Linked DNA regions of Mus musculus: region 1 is linked to region 2. Evidence: chromatin contacts called from public Hi-C data. All regions are on one chromosome and are shown on one strand. Each heading gives the region's core, a stretch centred on a gene start, on an enhancer-like site or on the middle of the called end of the contact. The rest is flanking DNA. Distances are from core to core; before and after follow the strand shown. Region 1 overlaps Gm41190 (a long non-coding RNA gene). Region 2 has its middle 72 kb from the start of Nefm.

Evidence for each region. A called contact is a pair of places that touch in the nucleus more often than the background predicts.
Region 1: a contact with region 2 is called in a Hi-C map of the N1E-115 cell line, with 5 times the contacts expected there. The contact joins two enhancer-like sites. A contact is called at or near these places in 1 of 484 Hi-C or Micro-C datasets (the N1E-115 cell line) and 5 of 115 datasets of contacts at active chromatin or transcription factors (cardiomyocytes, differentiating embryonic stem cells, embryonic stem cells and 1 more).

Annotation. Positions count from the first base shown.
Region 1 is chr14:68,443,531-68,449,307 of GRCm38.p6, forward strand. All of the region lies in intron 2 of Gm41190 (a long non-coding RNA gene), which reads right to left. All of the region lies in intron 1 of Gm31227 (a long non-coding RNA gene), which reads left to right. Among named protein-coding and RNA genes, the nearest start is that of Gm31227, 9.0 kb to the left of the region's middle. Within about 2 kb of position 3,906, at least 11 of the 459 cell types and tissues checked have an H3K27ac peak or open chromatin away from gene starts, as enhancers often do. A contact at or near this core is called in the N1E-115 cell line, where this site is marked.
Region 2 is chr14:68,193,597-68,199,803 of GRCm38.p6, forward strand. No RefSeq gene overlaps it. Among named protein-coding and RNA genes, the nearest start is that of Nefm, 72 kb to the left of the region's middle. Within about 2 kb of position 4,080, at least 36 of the 459 cell types and tissues checked have an H3K27ac peak or open chromatin away from gene starts, as enhancers often do. A contact at or near this core is called in the N1E-115 cell line, where this site is marked.

The DNA of each region.
Region 1 (5,777 bases), core at 2,656-5,155, 250 kb after region 2:
AAGACATCAGTAATGGGGTCTTACCATCTAAGTTAGGGTAAGCAACCACAAACAGTTGCAATAGCCTGTGTTCTTTGAGGTGCTTCTGAGCTCTCCCTGGTCAATAACTTGTAGTAAGGTGACTCTACTAGCACTGAGTTTTTGAGTTAATAATCTATATTTTCTAGGAACAACATTGTTTAATCACATAAGGCACTTTTATTCAAACTCTAATTTTAAAATTACTTTGTATGTATATAAGAGACCCTAAAGTCCTCAACAAAATCCTCTAATATCTTCAAAGTCTTAAGTTAATAGGGACATATTTATCCTTGTATTTATAATAGATATAAGCACAGATCTGCTACCCTTACCTCAGCATAGTAAATACAATCAGATGGAGAAAAAAGAATATCTCCTGATTAAACTAGCTTTATTCCACCTGTGTGAGTATAGTAACTTGAAAATTTCACTATTACATTCTGTACAGTCTTCAAAAAATGAAGCTGTAGTAAACTTTACATAATCTCCCTCTTTCACACACACATTCTCTCTTTCTTGCACACACACACACACACACACACACACACACACACTCACGACAAAACACAAGGGGGAAAAAGTTACAACAAGCTAGAAATGAAAACGCACTTCCTTGCTCTAGCAAGTACTGGTGAATTTGTCATCATTTCAAAATAAAACCATGGAGCAAGGAATCCATAAAAAGATATTTAAAAAAAAGTTCAAAAGCAAGGAAAAAGAATCAGTATTATTATAAGTCTTATAGTTCTTATTGTGCTGTCATAATAAAATACCATGAATTGTGTGAATCCAACGACAGAATTTTATTCCTCTCACTTCTGGAGGCTCAAGGATCTAAGTTCAAGAGGTAAGCAAGGTAGGCTTCAATGACATCTTCTCATCTTCTCTTGGATTGTAAGCTGCCACCATTTTGTTCTGAGTACATATGCCCTCTCCTTGATACATTTGTAGAATAGGAGACAAAGCTCTTTTGTGGCTTATAAAGTCACTTCATTATGAGGGCTCCATCTTTACAACCTCATCTAAATCTAATTATGTCCCAGAGGTCTCCTATTTAAATGGCAACACATTTGAAGACAAAATCTCAAGGTGCGAATTTGAAGGAAAGACAAAATGTTCGTTGCCTCAGGAGTGATAATCTGTGGTTTAAAAGTGAACTAACTCCTAGAATGCTGGTATGTTCTTCATGAACTGATCACTGCCTGCATGGAGCTTAACTCCTTGTAAAGTCTCCCTACTTATATATCTAAGTGTATTTCACTGTGTGTGATGGTGTCAACGTGCAGTACCCCTCAAAGGCTCATGTACTGAAAGCTTCGACCTCAAATAGTAGAGTCCACTACTAAGAAGAGACTAGAACATGATAACTCTGATCTGAGCAGTGAATTAATCCAATTAAAGATTCTTAACTTGATGGCATTATTGGAAGGGGCTGGCAGAAGGAGCCAGCTTGGGGGAAGGGCTTGTGAAGGATCATGAGTGACTATAACTATGAAGAATATCTTGTCCCTGCCTCACTTCCTCACTGTCTTCATTTCCACCTCCTCCTTGAAATCTATGAGGTAAGATCTTTTACTCTCTCACACACTCCCTACCATGATGTGTCAGCCTCAGGATGGTCCCAGAAACAATGGAACTCAAAGAGTATGACTGAGCCCTTGGACACCATGGGAAGCAAATGTAAATCTTTGCTCATTTTAAATTTCATTTTTCCTTGTGTCATTTATCATTACAATAAAACGCTAACATATATTGTTCAGTTAAAAAAAAAGCCAGTTAAAGAATTCTGTATATTATTTTCCATACTGTGGTGGTTTGAGTAGGCATGGCTCTCATATACTCAAGTGTTTCGATGCTTGGTCTAAAGGGCGTAGCACAATTAAGAGGTGTGACATTGCTGGAGTGGGTGCGGCCTTGTTAGAGAAAATGTGTCATTGTGGGAGTGGGCTTTGAGGTACCTCCTATGCCCAAGCTAGGCCAAGTGTGGCACACAGTCTCTCCTTGTTGCCTGTGGATCAGGATGTAGAACTCTAAGCATCATGTCTGCCTGCATGCTACTGTGCTTCCCACCATGACAATAATGGGCTAAACCTCTAACTGTAAGCCAGACCCAACTAAATGTTTTCCTTTATAGGAGCTGCTGTGGTCATGGTATCTCTTCACAGCAATATATCCTAACTAAGATACAAATACACATTATAATCTCATCGCTTCTTGTCTCTCTTTAGAACTAGGCAACCTGCCAGCATAATATAGAAACTTTGGTCCATTTTTCTAACTTAAAACAGGCTTAGTTGCCATTTCCTAACAGTTCCCCGGCCTGCTAAATGTAATGCTTTATTATAAATATGATTTATGAAAATTTAACACAATAAATGTACTTGTAGCTTACAAAAAAGAACAAGATAGCAAGAATTTAACCTCTAGGCAGCCTTTATGAAAGTATAGGAGATCTCTCTCTGTATGTCTCTCTGTCTCTCCCTGCTCCCCCCCCCCCCCCGGTGTGTTCGTGTGTCCATGTGTGTCCGTGTGTGTCCGTGTGTGTGTGTTTGCATGCAAATCAAAGAAAAATTGAATGCAAGTCTTCTTGGGAATGCTAAACAAGGGACTCCTTAGAAGGAAACTGAAATTTTCACAGATAGGACTTACATCTTTCTTTTTCTCATAAAGGAATGAACTCAGAACTCTACATCTCCAGGATACCTGACCACTGGCCTGCTCTGTTTCTACATAGAGACTGCCTCATGCTGTCTCTGAGGAATGCTGTGTTTATGTTGCCCCATTTTCCAAAGCTCTCTTAATAAGCTTTGGAGCAAAGGCTACTATGTAAACCTTCATGTTTGGAATTAAGTGTAATGCATGAAGAGAGATTTTCTTCTTTCTTGATGACACTAGCCCAGCAGTTTAGAATAAATTGGTCTATTAATCACTAATCAGATTTTCCAGATTACCAAGTAAATATTTACATCATGTGACTGCAGCATAGTTGTGAAGGTTCCCATAATCCTTTGAAGGGACATAACATGGTGGGATGCTTTTAATACTTGCTGAACTTGTTACTCTAACTCTTTATCTTAGCTTTTAAAACATTTACTTTATTAGTCTGTGTGTGTGTGTGTGTGTGTGTGTGTGTGTGTGTGTGTGTGTGTGTGTGCATTTGGGTGCTTACAGGGCCCAGAAGGGATAGCAGAGCCCTTGGAATTAGAGTTAGACTCGTGCAGGGAACTGAACTTGGGTCCTTTAGAAGACCATCAAATGCTCTTCACTGTTGAGCTATCTTTCTGACTCTGGATCAAGGTTTCTTATCGTCCCTTTTTCCATTACTTTTCCTCTTAGCTCGCTCTTTCCTCTCTCATTATCCTGTATGCTCGCCTCTCTCCTAGCGTGTTATGGAATGCAGATCTGAGAGTGGCACTTTCTTCCTTAAAATTCTTTCCTCCCATCCTCAGTAATTTTAGGGGGAGAATTCACCATCTGACTGGTACCTTTATCATTTTCTGGCTCTTTATCATATGTCTAATGGTGAATTACCAACATCAGTGACTTAGACCAATTCACAGAAGTGTTTGTCACAGTTTTCTCTCACTATAACATGGGGTTGTGGTGTTTCTGCTTCAAAGAGCTATGGTGACACTGTAAATGGGACAAAGGATATACCAGGCTCGATTTCGTGTATGACATGAAGTAAGAACTCAAGAGACACTATTGCTATATATATGTTCAAATCTCCTACCTCTTTGCTGAACTGCAAACTATGGTCTGACCTCTGTTAACGACCTAGTAGCATGCTTCCAACTAACCCAGGTTTGCCGTGCAGTGCCTGTTCTCTAGGGCAGGAGCTGGGAAGAGGTGTTTGTGGAGTAATAGGGAAAGTATCCACATAGGAAGGTTATGTGCAAATAAAGATTCAAAGTCCACCGGGTGGCAAGCTGGAACAGGCAGTGACCAGCAAGCCCAGGTTGTCTGGAGGCATACTCTGTCTAAACAGACCCAGAGAAATCTTGCTAGGAGTGTTTGGTTGAAAACAGCTGGGCTGTGAGTTGAGCCTCAGAAGGGCTCTTCTTGGATGAGCAGCTTCAACTTGAAATGGCCACAGCAGGGTGAGGGTGAGGACATGATCTCCAGTCGTCCCGAGCAACAACAGAGACAATATCCAACGCCTCAAGGGAGGCTCAGAGCTCTTCTAAATCATTGCTGCAAAGGAAGTCACATTTAATCAGTGCAGATGACATAAATCAGGGTGAGCTCATTGGAAATGCAAACATCACAGACAGCCTTGGCTGCAGTCTTCTGCCAACAAGGGCAATTCATCTCAGCATCTGCTGGTCAAGGGGACACGGTGGCTCCACATCCTTGCATGCTCTCTGCTTTTTTTCCTTTTTATTTATTCTTCTCTCATACAATGCATCCCAGCAGCAGTCACTTTCCTTTCCTTCCACTCATCCCTGCCACTCTGACCTATGTCTTTCCTCTCCCCCAGATCCTCTGCTCCTCTGTTAAACTTCAGAAAACAGCAGGCATATCAACTGGACAAGGCATAACAAAATACAGTAAGACTAGGCACAAGCTCTCATATCAAGATTGGAATTGGAACCCCAGTAGGAGAAAAAGGGGTCCCAAGAGCAGACAAAAGAGCTGGAGGCACACTCATTCCCACTACAAAACCCCCAAGCTAATAACCATAGCATATAGGCAGAAAACCTAGTGCAAAGACACACAGGCTTCAGGGTTGCTACTTGTCTCTGTGAGCCCCTGTGAGCCTCTGTGAGACCCTGTGAGACCCTGTGAGCCCCGTTTAGTTGATTCTTTGGACCGTATTCTCCTAGCACACCTCTGCTTTAGAGAAGGCGATTAACAGACAAGTTTGCTATCACAGACTACTCATTCTGGCTTTCTAGAGTTGGGAGTGGGAGGGCTAGGGAACAATGATCACAAGTTCAAGGCCAGCCTGAGTAGCATAGAGCCCATCTGAAAATAAATACTTTAAAAACATGCTTGGGGAGACAATTCAAACGTAGGACATTATCCAAACACGTGAGAGCCTCCAAATTTGATTCTCAGTACCAAAAAGAAAATAAAAGAAAAATTGTTAATTAAAATTGAATATGGCTAGGGAAATGCCATGAGATATTTGCTTCCGTTGCTTAGGTATCCACCTGGCCTTCCTCATACCTTCCCGTACCTTAATTTATTGCTACTGAAATTTTTAATTTTCACTGTCTCCCTGATTCCTATAGGACAATTTCACAGATGTTATGCCTCTGTGACCTACCTGAAATCTTGTCATCCAAGTCACAGATCACTTGTCTGGACTACCCTGGTGGGACTGACTCTTTCTATATTGGCTGTACTGACATGTCTGTCTCCTCACTAAGCCATTGGATATTTGACACATTTATTTTCATTTCCCTATAGCCTTCTTCAGTCATCACATAAGGGTTGAATCCTGTGTTATCACATTTGTCTTTGTCTTAGGAGACAAAGACATGGGACATATTCAGAACCAACATTCAGGAAAATAACTTAAGATGTTTGGAGTCTCTAGCCACATTTATTTATTTTCTTATTTAACCCTCTCAGCATGCAAACAATCTATGTAATTTTATCACTGAAGTTCTAGAGAAAGAGCCAGGGGAGTTCCAGGCCAGCCTTAGCTATATAATAAGACCGGGTGCCCAAGAAGTGTATGAAGGAAGTGACTAACAGTCAGGGAGTTAAGTGGCCAGTGTTACATCACAGAGCTTGTAGAGACCAAG
Region 2 (6,207 bases), core at 2,830-5,329:
CTCTTCTCAGAAACAAGACAAGGCAAAGCAAGGCAAGGCAAGGCAAGACAAAGCACAGAGAGTGATAAAGCTACCTCAGATTGATCTATAATCTATAAAGGTGCACACATGCATACACAAAAACATCTATATATGCATATATCTTACATATGTGTGTGACACACACACACTCCCCAAAAAGTCAAAGATGGAAAGTGCTTAATTTTTTACTGTTTTAATTTAATTCAACTTCCTCCCAACTCAATTATTTTTTGGTAATTGAACTTTGAACTTTCGGGTGCAGTTAGAAGTAGCCATCTCACCCCTACAGCCCTAATATCAGTGTGTTGATGCAGTTGGCACTTGGTTTGGCTAATCATCACTCCAAAAAGCACTATAATTTATGTGGCTGTGGATCATCCTTTGAATGATCCATGGCTGCACGAGTATATGGGTCCACTGTGGATCTGAGTGGGATCATCAAAGCACCAGTCCGTCTTGTGCTCTCTGCTGTGTTTTAGTACAATGGTGTGTTTTATGTTCTTTCCATGACTTTGATGACATCATTTGACAGAATTCTGATAGAATCATATTGGAACACTTAGATGTTTTTATTACTAAATTCTGTTTGTTTGTTATCTCTCTTTTCAAAAGACTTTATCTGTGTTAGTAGGAAATTATGTATCCTCTGATTTTTTTTTCAGCTTCTGTTTTGTACCAATGACCTATTTACTTTTTAAATAATTAAAAGGTTTGGATTATAATATAATTATGTCTTTTCCCCTTTCTCTTTGCGCCCCCACAATCCCCTTGCTCTCATTTAAATTTATGGCCTCTAGTCCTGCAGTGACGTGATGTATCAGTGTGTGTGTGTGTGATACCTGGAGGGGGCTCCCCCTTCTCAGAGGAGAAGAGGACAGGAAATGGGGGAGGATTTGTGTGAAGGGACTGGGAAGAGGGGGGGCTGATATTGTGATATAAAGTGAATAAATAAATGAAAAATAAATTCATTGCCTTTTTTCTTTAATCGTCATTACATCTATACGTACATACGTATATAACACACATATATTACTAACTATATAAATAAAACCTTTCAGTCTGTATAATGTTACTTGTACATATTAGATTCAGGGATGATCTTTGTTATTAGATAACCAATCAGGATCCTTTTTCCTGGGGCAGACTGTTCATCCACTCTCAGCATCTTCTAGTTGCCTGAGGGTTTTTGTCTATGGTTGAAGCCTCCTGTGCCCCTCTCCTGAGTTCCATGTTAGTATGTCCATCAGTGTCATCCTTCCACCCCATTCCATGCTAGTATGTCCATCAGTGCCATCCTTGTTCTAGTCGTGTTTAGTTAGCCATGCTGAGGAGACTTCATGGGCGAAGCTTCTCTGACTTTTCTAGGGGCACAATCTCACAGCAAATGTACCTGACCCTCTGGCTCTTCTATCTTTTTGCCCCCTGAGCCGTAGATGCAGGAAATCACTGTATCAATCCTGATTAGTTAATAATTAATAGTTCATTTTTCCTTCGTAACTTGAAATGCTACTTAATGACAAGTGCTTAGTTCTAGATTGTCCACTATTTCAATGGTTTATTTATTTAGACCAGTGAGATCAAAACAAAAAACATTAGACTCAACCTTCATATTTGTTAGGTAAAACGATCTCTCGTATTGTCTCTTGCTCATCTGTATCTTAGAAGTCCTAACAGCTTACTTTTCCTTAGCCCTTTAAAATTAGCTTGTCAAGTTCTACTAAAAATTCTGGTGTCTTTTAGTATGATTAAATTAATTTTATAGATTAAATTGGAAAGTTTGATATCTTTATGATACCAAGTCTTCCTGTCCAGTGTCATCAAATATCTCTCAATTTATTCTGCTCTTCTTTTATATTCGTCTATAAACTTTTATAGGACTGTCCAGAAGGTCTTACATATAATGTCCATTCCTAGAAGCCTAGTTCCTGCTGCTTTTGTGGGAAATGCGATCGTTTTATAAGAAATATATTGATTGGAGCATGTTGGTCTTGGAGTTGATTTCCAGCTGAGATATATATTTTCAGCTCAATGGGTAAAGCTTACTTAATTTGTTTAAGTGGGGGAAAGCCTTAAATAAGGATTGTAAGGCAGAACACACATGTTAACCATTAGCTAATTTCATTTGCAGAAAAAGAAATAACTAAAATCTTTAAAACACCATAAGGCAATTGCAAAGAAAGTAACCTGAGATAAAAATTTTAAATGTAAGAGAGAAAAATATCAATATTACATAGAGGTAGGAATTTCTAATAAATGAAAATGATAATTACCATAGTAGAACAAATAGATGAAGGTCAAGAATAAGCCATCTGTAGAAGTACAGAGAAATACACATCTTTAGTATATGTGGATCAAGGATCAGCTCATTAATAAAGAGCTACAGTGACTCTTAGCACCAGAACTCACTACTTATCAACCTGGCAAAGGCAAGTGACTGACCCTAGTTGCTGCCATCACTTTGGAGACAGGCTTGTGCATACTGACTCGTAATAAGTAGCATGAACCTGGAGATTGCTTACACTCGAACACAGCGATCACACTTTTCTAATTTCTAAGATATGCACAGCTGAGGCGTTTTAGTGGTTGCGCCTAGCGATGAACGATTCTCAATAATTTAAACAATTTCCCCAAAGCTGGCTTACGTAGAGTGCTCAGAACTCAGCATCCTAAATGCAAATGAGCACCACGGAGATTTCTTTAAACGTTTTAAATCATAGAATCTTTTTTTGAAGGGGGAAGATATACTGCAAGTAATTAGTTTGCTCTCTGACATGTTTTGAGATATGTAGGCATCATGTCGTATTGTGGACTGAACTGCCAAGTGATTTGTAGCAACACTGAAAACTGCAGCCAAACTCAGCTAATATTCCAAATGTGTAAAAAAAAAAAAAGGTTGTATTTAGCCCGTGGGACAGCAAATGAATTGAATAGTGTGAGGACTTTAAATGCACTTTAGAGAGTTAATTAAGGCAGAGAAAAAACGTGTATGATATTTAGTGATGTGAAAAACAAAGCTATGTATGGCGTGTAATATACTTTGAGTGAAATATACATTTACAAATACATATGTATATTTATTTACATGTGCCTAGAGATGTGCGCAGGGGGAGAGAAAACTCAAAATGTTAATAGATGTAACTGCTGACCTGTGATTATTCGTGACTCTAATTTTCTGTCTTGATTTATTTCGTTATCCCTTAATGACTGCTAATTACTTTGATTTGAAGGCAAACGTCATGCTTTTAAAGTTATTGCCAAAGATCTGTCTTTTATACTCCTGTTAGTTGTTATTGAATGCATCTCCTCCCACCCCTCTGTTCCCTTCTCACTTTTCTAGTCTCTAGTCTCTACAGAGCCCTGTTTAGGCTGCCAATTATTTTAAAATGTGACTGCAGTTGGTCTAATGCAGCTGCTCTCACTGCTTCAAGGTGACATTGATTTTTTTTTTCCTTTAAGCGAACGTTTCTTTTGGTGCAGAAAACAATACCTCTTACAGGATCTGTTGCATTTTAAAAGTGTGTGTTTAGATGATGTGAGTTCCATGAATAATTTACTGAATAATGGATATGCTACGTGAAATCTAACCCTTCCTGGTTCTGAAGACAGCATGTTACATGAATGGCAGGCCAGCAAGGGCTCTGAGTCTTGGGAAAATACCTTGTTCCCCAGTTGCCTGGATCTCATCTCATGCGCATTCCCAGCCACGTGCTTGCCAGATCCTATCGGTTCCTAGACCCAGTCTTTTCCATTTTCACTCCCTTGAAGAATTCCTGATGCTCTCTTGTAGTTCAAAACCAATCTCACTCTTTGTTATGTTGTTACAGCAACAACAACAACCCCCAACCCCCCCCCCCCCCCCAAAAAAAAACCAGGGCTGCGGAGATGACTCAGTGAGTGGGTAAGAGAGCTTGTGGCTCAAGTCTGAGGGCCTGAGTTCCGAGGCGCAGCACTCAGCCCTTGTGGCTGTGCGCTTCTATAACACCCCTCCCCCTACGCTGGGGCCACGGAAGGCACTGGAGACTCGAGCTTGCCAGTTAGCCAGCCTCCCTGAAAGAATGATGAGCTCGGGTTCAGTGAGGTAACCGGTCTCCAGAGGCTGAGGGAAGTGCTACCTCCTCCATGTGTGAGCATGCACGCGCGCGCAAACACACACACACACACACACACACACACACACACACACACACACACACACACACACACCGCCCCCTGCTCTAGATGATGAATCTAAAGAGAATTTGCACTTATCCCCCATTAGCAGAACAGCCCTATCTCAGGTCCCAGGAGGGATGTTTCTTTGTCTTCTCTTTAGTGTCCCACTTTCCCTCTAACTTAGGTCCTTCATGCTTTCAGGAGGCAGAGAGGATTCTCATGTAGGACAAAGGAGAGAAACAGCTTAGCATCAACATTTAGGGATGTGGTGTCAGTCGTAGGTAATTTGGTCCACAGTGAGATGACAGGACAAAGGGCTCTTCCTGCAGGGTTAGGAGTATCCCTTAGTGGTGAAGCACTTGGCTAGTAAGCCCAAGGCCCCTTGTTCAAGCTCCAGGGATGGCAGCAGCACCCCCCCCCACACACACACTCACACACACACATAGAGAAACATAATAAAATTATCACGTGGATATCTCTTTAGGATTCAGAAATTCATAGGTCAGTTTATGATTTTAAAGTTATGCAAAGGTGTAAACATTTGCATATTTTACTTTCAAGGCCGGGAATTCTGTACAGTAATCCTTACTGGTACCTCTACTTTGGTTTAAGGGATGGTAGGTGTCGAAGTCCCCTACTGCTCCACTGCAGTTCAAACCCACCTTTATACACTTTAACATCGTTAGTCAACTCAAAATATTTCTGGGAATTTTCTTTGTTGCTTTTATCAAACAAAACACATTAAAACAAAATAAATAACCCAATGACCTCTACTGCTTTCCTCGGTGGATGGATTTTTAATAACATCCCCCTTTTAACTACTCCTTGTTACTTTAAGTGAGAAACACACACAGCAGTCTTGTAATCAGCCAGTGACTCCTCTGGGCATTCACTCCCCACCTCTGCATTCCTTCTGCCTCTTCCAGAGCTTTCTTCTCCCACCTCCCCTGGGCTGTCTGCTTTGTCATTATAACAGCAGGTCAAATGTCACTTATTTAGTCACTGTCACGCAATGGGAATATCCTCTTCCCCCTGCCCCCACTCCTGCCTTTTCACTTTCCTTCCTCATTTTTCTTGCAGAGCGTGCTGGGGTCTAAAATCCGCTTTATTTTCTTCTTTACTTAGCTGTTTATAGTCTATCAGAGGACTGTCCCCATCTCTTCTTATAGCTGCTGGAAACCAGCAAGAGTAGCAGGTGCATGCATCACAGTGCTCGTGATCTGAGGGAGTGGGCGGGGTCAGCGAGTGAAACGGAACTCCAATAGGCTAAAGCCGAATCCTCACCTTTCAGTGTCCCTGTTCTCCTTAGTCATGCTGCAGGACATGCATCAGACACTTGCACTCACCTTATTGCTTCGAATACCCATGCCTTATTATCACCTTTCCAAAAGTGTGCTTAACTAAGGTTTGCTCAGCAAGACCTGTCTGAGTAACGCTATTTAAAATTCCAAGCTGCTGCAACTGGGGCTAAGGGTGCTCAGTCAATACGCTGTTTGGCTTGCAAGCACAAGGATCTGAATTTCATCTGGAAATCAGCATAAAATTGCAGGGCACAGTACTGGGGACCAGGACTTGGAAGTGGGAGGCGGGCAAATTCCTGAGGCTCCATGCCCAGCCAGATTAGTCTGTTTAGCCAGTTGCAGGCCAGTGAGAGACTGGCTCAGATAAATGAATGAATGGATGAATGGATAAATGAACGAATGAAGGTGGCTGTTACCTGAAGAACAGTACCCAATGTCTTCTGGCTCCCACATGCAAATGTACAGACACATGCGTGTGCATGCGCACACATGTGCATACATGCATGTGTGCACACACACTTCAAATTTTTCCTGCACAAAAATCAGGTAAATTCTGATCTGTCTTATGTGTTGATGTTCCTCTTAAAACACGTGTTGCCCTTGAAGGACTTAGCTGGTGGTTATTCACTGTGTTGTGATGCCTCCTTCTTTTTGTTCCCTAGGTCCCTCCCCACACCTGCTTGCTCTGTACCCCATGGGTCCTTGTGTGAGCACCTGTGCTCTCTGCAGGATC